Linked DNA regions of Mus musculus: region 2 is linked to region 1. A link is a contact called in public capture Hi-C data. All regions are on one chromosome and are shown on one strand. The core of a region is the stretch at or near the end of the contact, and the rest is flanking DNA. Distances in the headings are between cores, read along the strand shown. Region 1 overlaps Myh11 (myosin, heavy polypeptide 11, smooth muscle). Region 2 overlaps Abcc1 (ATP-binding cassette, sub-family C (CFTR/MRP), member 1).

Region 1 (2,700 bases), core at 107-2,606:
TGTAAGTAAACAATTGTATGTGTGGTGTATGTAAGTAAACAACTGTATGTGTGGTGTATGTAAGTAAACAACTGTGTGGTGTATGTAAGTAAACAACTGTATGTGTGGTATATGTAAGTAAACAACTGTATGTGTGGTATATGTAAGTAAACAACTGTATGCGTGGTGTATGTAAGTAAACAGTTGTATGTGTGGCGTATGTAAATAAACAGGTTTGCACACATATGCACAGAGATTGATGTTTAGTGTCTCCTCCCCCTTTTTTATTCCATTCATTTACATCTCATGATATCCCACTTCCCAGTTACCCTTCCACAAGCCCCCCCATCTCACAGCCCCCATCTCCTCCCTCCCCTCTGCCTTTATGAGGGTGCTGTCTGTCTTCTTTCCACTTTAGTTTTAAGCCTGTATCCACCGTTAGGTTAGGTTTTCCTCCAGGGTGGGGTTACAGAAGTGTGCCGCCATGCCCAGCTTTTATTTGGGTTTTGTGGCTCTGAACTCAAAGCCTCATACTTGCAAAGCAAGCACCTTGCACACTGAATCTGATTTGTAAAAATCTCTATTGAAGTCAGCTTTTCAGCAGTGATGTCAGGGAAATGTTTGTCAGTCATTCCAGCTATAGCAGCAATCGGCAGGGGATTGATTGGCTTTTCAGCTTTTCAGTATTTCCTATCTTTTTTTTTTAAATCTGTTGAGTCGGGCTTTAGGAAAGTTTGCATGGCTAGAACTTTTGCCAAGCATGTCTCCCTGTCTCCCTTAAGCACTGTAGTTGGAGAATTAAAGGGCCCTGGCCTGCTTCTGTAGGGTTTTCATGCTAAGAACACTTTTCTTAAATGGTTGTTGGGGGTAGGGTGAGATAGCCTTGGAGTTATGGTCAGCCCTGCCTCAGCCTTCCAAGCCCAAGGATTATGGACATGGGCCACCATGCCCTAAGTGGTTTTTGCTTTTTGTTTTGTTTTTAATGGTTTTGCGCATTTTGTTTGAAGATGAATGTGTTATAGAGGCAGATGTGGTCTACAAATCTGAAGTATTTAAGTCCATTATTTGTGCGTGAGAGAGTATATGCCCCAACACTCATGTAGTGGTCAGAGTACACCTAACTTTATGTGAATTCCAAGGATCAAACTCAGGTCATCAGGCCTGCACTGTGGGTAGTGAGCAGCAGTCCTAAATACTGCATGTCTGGCCTTAATAGAGGTGTCCTGCTGACCCCCTCTGCTAGGCCAAAATACTGTATTGCAATTTAAACAGATGAAAGAAACTTTGTACTTAAAATATTGGTTGAATGTGCTGCCCTCAAAAGGCTTGGGTCCAGAAGTACCATGGACTTTGTGTTTGGGGGATGCTGCGATCTTTGTGCAGCTTGGACACAGGGCCCAGTTCTAAACACAGAATTCATTTGGGCTTCGTGTACACTTTCTTGTAGTGGGATCACTGAGAGGATTAAACGAGTTGCCAAGACAACAGCTGGACAGAAGAGCCAACTCCTTTCTCGTGACTTACAACCTTTTATTAGTGAAAGTGACCATGGGTGCAAATAAGTGTGATTGCTCTGCTCCGCTCGCTCTGGGAGCAGTGTTTCTTTTTTTAATTCAGATGACTAAAAAAGTCACTTGGGCGAAGTGAACTGTGTGTCTGAGGTGTGGCAGGCAGGAAAGGGAAGGGAATTTTCAAACGGGATTTCCTCCCAAACTGGAAGGTCAGGCAGGTCAGGGAAAGGTTGGGAGTGGGTTGGGGGCTGTGGCACCCATTCATGTAACTTCCTCATTTCATGTAAACAAAGTTGCTGGTGACTGTGGCTCCTGACCTGTACGTCTTATTTGGATTTTTCTCTGATAGCCCATCTAAGAACTTGAATTCACACCCTTTGTGCAGGGCTGTGGTTGACTCCTGGTGAGGGGTGGAGTGATTTCTGTGACTTGAGAACGAATGGACACAAGTGCTAAGCAGTCTGCTGGGCTCTGCTGTCGTTTAGTGTTCTGTTTTCCCTGACATGGTGTCCAATCCTGAATTTATTCACTGGCTTTGGTTCCATTGAAGTCTGAGTCCCGAGCGTCCATTTCTTCTTCAGAACCATCTGTGTTTTCAATAACTCTACGGCCCCCAGCCCTTCTGGAAGGAACAAATGAAGCCTCGTTTCCTCTCCTATGGGTTTGAAACAGAAAATACACTTGTCTTTAGTAAGAAAATCTCCCAGTGATTGGAAGAGGCAAGATCAAGGTGAGATCAAACACACACTCAACATGAACGAGTCACAAACAAATTCAGGGTGAGTCCTATCTATTCATTTGGCATGGGATTATTGGTTTTAAAATATTAAAATAGGATTCTGGTCTTGTGTTGGGTTGGGAAAAGAAAAAGGCCAAAACAGGTGTAGGGTAGCGCACAGGCCTGGTGTCATCAGGTAGAAGGTTGTAAAATTATAGATAAAACAGCAGGCCTAGTGCTGTTTTATCTATAATTTCCCACAGGAATAAAAAAAAGGCATGATTTTAGGTTTTCAAAGTGGAGAGGGAGAGTTTCTCAGAGTACAAGCTTTAGTTGAAGGGTGACACAGCGCCATCTGCTGGTGTGTAGCTTCCTGCTCTGAGATTCCCCCATGGTAGAGAGATGGTGTCTAATTTGAGTGTATTTTCCTCATCATGGTCACATGATGCAGAACACAAAGTAGATGTTCAAATGAATAGTTGAAAAATTGTT
Region 2 (2,700 bases), core at 136-2,635, 210 kb after region 1:
TCTCCTCCAAGAGTCGGTTCTTCCCTTCCATTGTGTGAGTTCCTGGGGATCTAAGTCAGGCTGTCAGATTTGGCAGTACCTTTACCTACTTAGTCATCTTGCTGTGTAGCCATCTAGCTATGTAGTCTAGATAGCTCTGGAGTCACCATCCTCTTGTGTCAATTTCCCCGGTGCGGAATCACAAGTGTGCCCTAGCAGGCCACACTTGGTAAGTTTTGTTTCATTTCTGAGATCTGGGATGGGATCCCAGGCTGCCCTTGAACTTGATCTCTGTCCTTGAGGTGAGCTGGAAGGTGTGTGTGTGTGAATGTGTGTGTGTGTGTGTGTGTGTGTGTGTGAGAGAGTGTGTGTGTGTGAGAGAGTGTGTGTGTGTGAGTGTGAGTGTGTGAGTGTGAGTGTGTGTGTGTGTGTGAGTGTGTGTGTGAGTGTGAGTGTGTGTGTGTGAGTGTGTGTGTGTGTGTGAGAGAGTGTGTGTGTGAGAGTGTGAGTGTGTGAGTGTGTGTGTGTGTGTGAGTGTGTGTGTGTGTGTGTGTGTGTGTGTGTGTGTGTGTATGTGTGTGTTGCAGAATGGGCAGTCAGGGCTAATGGTTCCTGAGTCATAGGAATAAGAGAAAGGCTGCTGCTCGGGAGGAAGTTTTGTGAATATGTTCACTTTGTGTATTTTATGGGAGGGGTTCCTAGGAGAAGTAATATGTGCAAAGTTCCAGATGTGTGATGGATACTTTCTGGGATACTTCTGTTTGACTCCATCAGAAGGCTTCATCCCAGGAATTAAGTGACAAGGCCCGGGGCAGGGAACAGAGGAGGGTACTACGAACTGAGTACAACACACACATATATATGAATGAATGAGATTTTTTTTCCTTTGAGACGAGTTCTCACATAGCCCAGGCTGACCTCAAACTCCTTTTGTAGTGGAAATGACCTTCTATTTTTGATCCTGCACTCTCCACTTCCTGAGTGCTGGGATTATAGGCATGCACCACTGTGCTTGATTTATGAAGTTATGCCAGGCTAGCTTCCACCAAACAGTCCCAGCTCCAGCCCTGTATTGTGGACGTTTAATTTCATTGTAGTAAGAGTCTATGAAAGCATCTATAGTGTTACCTTCAATCTGGATGTGTTTTGGGGGACCCCTTGGGGCTAAAAGGAGACTACATGGGACTTAGGGAGGTTGGTGGCACTAAGGAAGCTGTCACAGATGGCCAAACAGCCAGAGCAAGGACATAACATTTATGTGAACTCAGTTGTGGCTTAGTGAGTTACTACTGTAGATTTTACCCCTAAGACATCTGGGCCAACACTCTGCTATGTATTGCCTAGGCAGATGGATTTTCTTCTTGCCGCTTTATTGAGAGTGGATTTCCTGTCTCTGCTGCGCTGGTGGTCACTCACCTGCTGAGGATGACCTTGAACCTCTGACCCCTGCCTCCTGCTCCCAGAGTGCTGGGATTGCAAGTGTGCGCTACTGCACCCAGTTTTATTAATGGGACCCAGAGCTTCCTGCACTCTAGGCAGGCATCCTCTAACCCCTGTTTTTTTGTTTCTCTTTTTAAAATCATTTAGGTAAAAACAAAAAGACATGTGTAGGCCAGGCTGGCCATAAACTCACAGCAGTTTCCTCGCTTTAGTTTTGCAGTGTGGAAAGTCATGGCTGGCTTGTGACTTTTATCTTGAGACAGTTTTGTTTGCAAAAGGTTTCAAAAACAGTAGAGTACTCTTATATCTTAATATTTAAGAGATAAGGGTTTAAAAAAATATAGAGCCATTATTTGGCCCAGTATCACTCATAATTCTTTTCATGTCATAAGATATTGCAGCAAGCCATTGTAGTTGCAAAACGGGCCATCCCGTCATTGGACGGGCTTATTGCTTTGCTTATTAGCTGCAGTTTCTCTCTGACTGCCCTGGTGTGGGGTTTGTTTAGAAAAGGGAAAGGAAATTCTTATTTCTTTGCATTTAATCTGTGTACCGGAACAATGGCTTGTGTCGCTAAGTGTCTTTTTATTATCCATGTAAATCTGTGTATGGCATATAGTGTGATGTGTTTTGGTACACTGCTTTTCTAACTCACCCTTTTCCCAGCCAAGGTCCCTTCTGACTGCTTCTAGAGCTTTGCTCGTGCCCACTCCCCTTTGGACTAGTAGCTCTGGGGTATAATATAGTGTTCTGGCCCTTCCTTGTTTGTTTCTTGCCCAGTAGCTTGTTTTCAGACAGAAACAAATTTTGATACCCTGATTCTGCCCCCCAAACCAGCTGCTTCTGGAACGGTGGGAATGAAATAGGATCAACAGACTGGATGGGTAACCCATGATTAGAATCGGCGGTCTCTTCTGCTCTCCGAATGCCTTCTCTCAACTGTTAATTGTTCCTTCACACAGGCCATCTTGGAAATTGAGATCTCAATGTGCACATGTTAAGTGCTTGACCTCTGTGCTGGTAATTTCCCACCTTCTGTTGAACTGAACTGGCCTTCTGCCTCTGGTAGAGATTTTTTGATAGCTGGCTCAAAATCTCTGTAGCTCTTAGAGTTGCCTATAAGAGACCCAACATTCATTCATTCATTCATTCATTCATTTTCTTTCTTTCTTTCTTTCTTTCTTTCTTTCTTTCTTTCTTTCTCTCTTTCTTCCTTTCTCTCTTTCTTTCTCTCTTTCTTTCTAGATATTTTCTTTATTTACATTTCAAATGTTATCCCCT

What was found. Capture Hi-C pulls out chosen DNA fragments and counts their contacts.
Region 2: a contact with region 1 is called in a capture Hi-C map of embryonic stem cells, with 3 times the contacts expected there. The contact joins two enhancer-like sites. A contact is called at or near these places in 8 of 39 promoter capture datasets (the 3T3-L1 cell line, 3T3-L1-derived adipocytes, the HPC-7 cell line and 4 more), 3 of 484 Hi-C or Micro-C datasets (the G1E-ER4 cell line, Th1 cells and embryonic stem cells) and 2 of 9 other capture datasets (embryonic stem cells and pancreatic islet).

The regions. Positions count from the first base shown.
Region 1 is chr16:14,193,040-14,195,739 of GRCm38.p6, forward strand. It overlaps Myh11 (myosin, heavy polypeptide 11, smooth muscle), which reads right to left. Exons shown (of 41, transcript NM_001161775.1): 41 at 1,488-2,145. The coding sequence ends at 2,013. Among named protein-coding and RNA genes, the nearest start is that of Nde1, 31 kb to the left of the region's middle. Within about 2 kb of position 1,357, at least 17 of the 459 cell types and tissues checked have an H3K27ac peak or open chromatin away from gene starts, as enhancers often do. A contact at or near this core is called in embryonic stem cells, where this site is marked.
Region 2 is chr16:14,399,521-14,402,220 of GRCm38.p6, forward strand. All of the region lies in intron 5 of Abcc1 (ATP-binding cassette, sub-family C (CFTR/MRP), member 1), which reads left to right. Among named protein-coding and RNA genes, the nearest start is that of Abcc1, 39 kb to the left of the region's middle. Within about 2 kb of position 1,386, at least 3 of the 459 cell types and tissues checked have an H3K27ac peak or open chromatin away from gene starts, as enhancers often do. A contact at or near this core is called in embryonic stem cells, where this site is marked.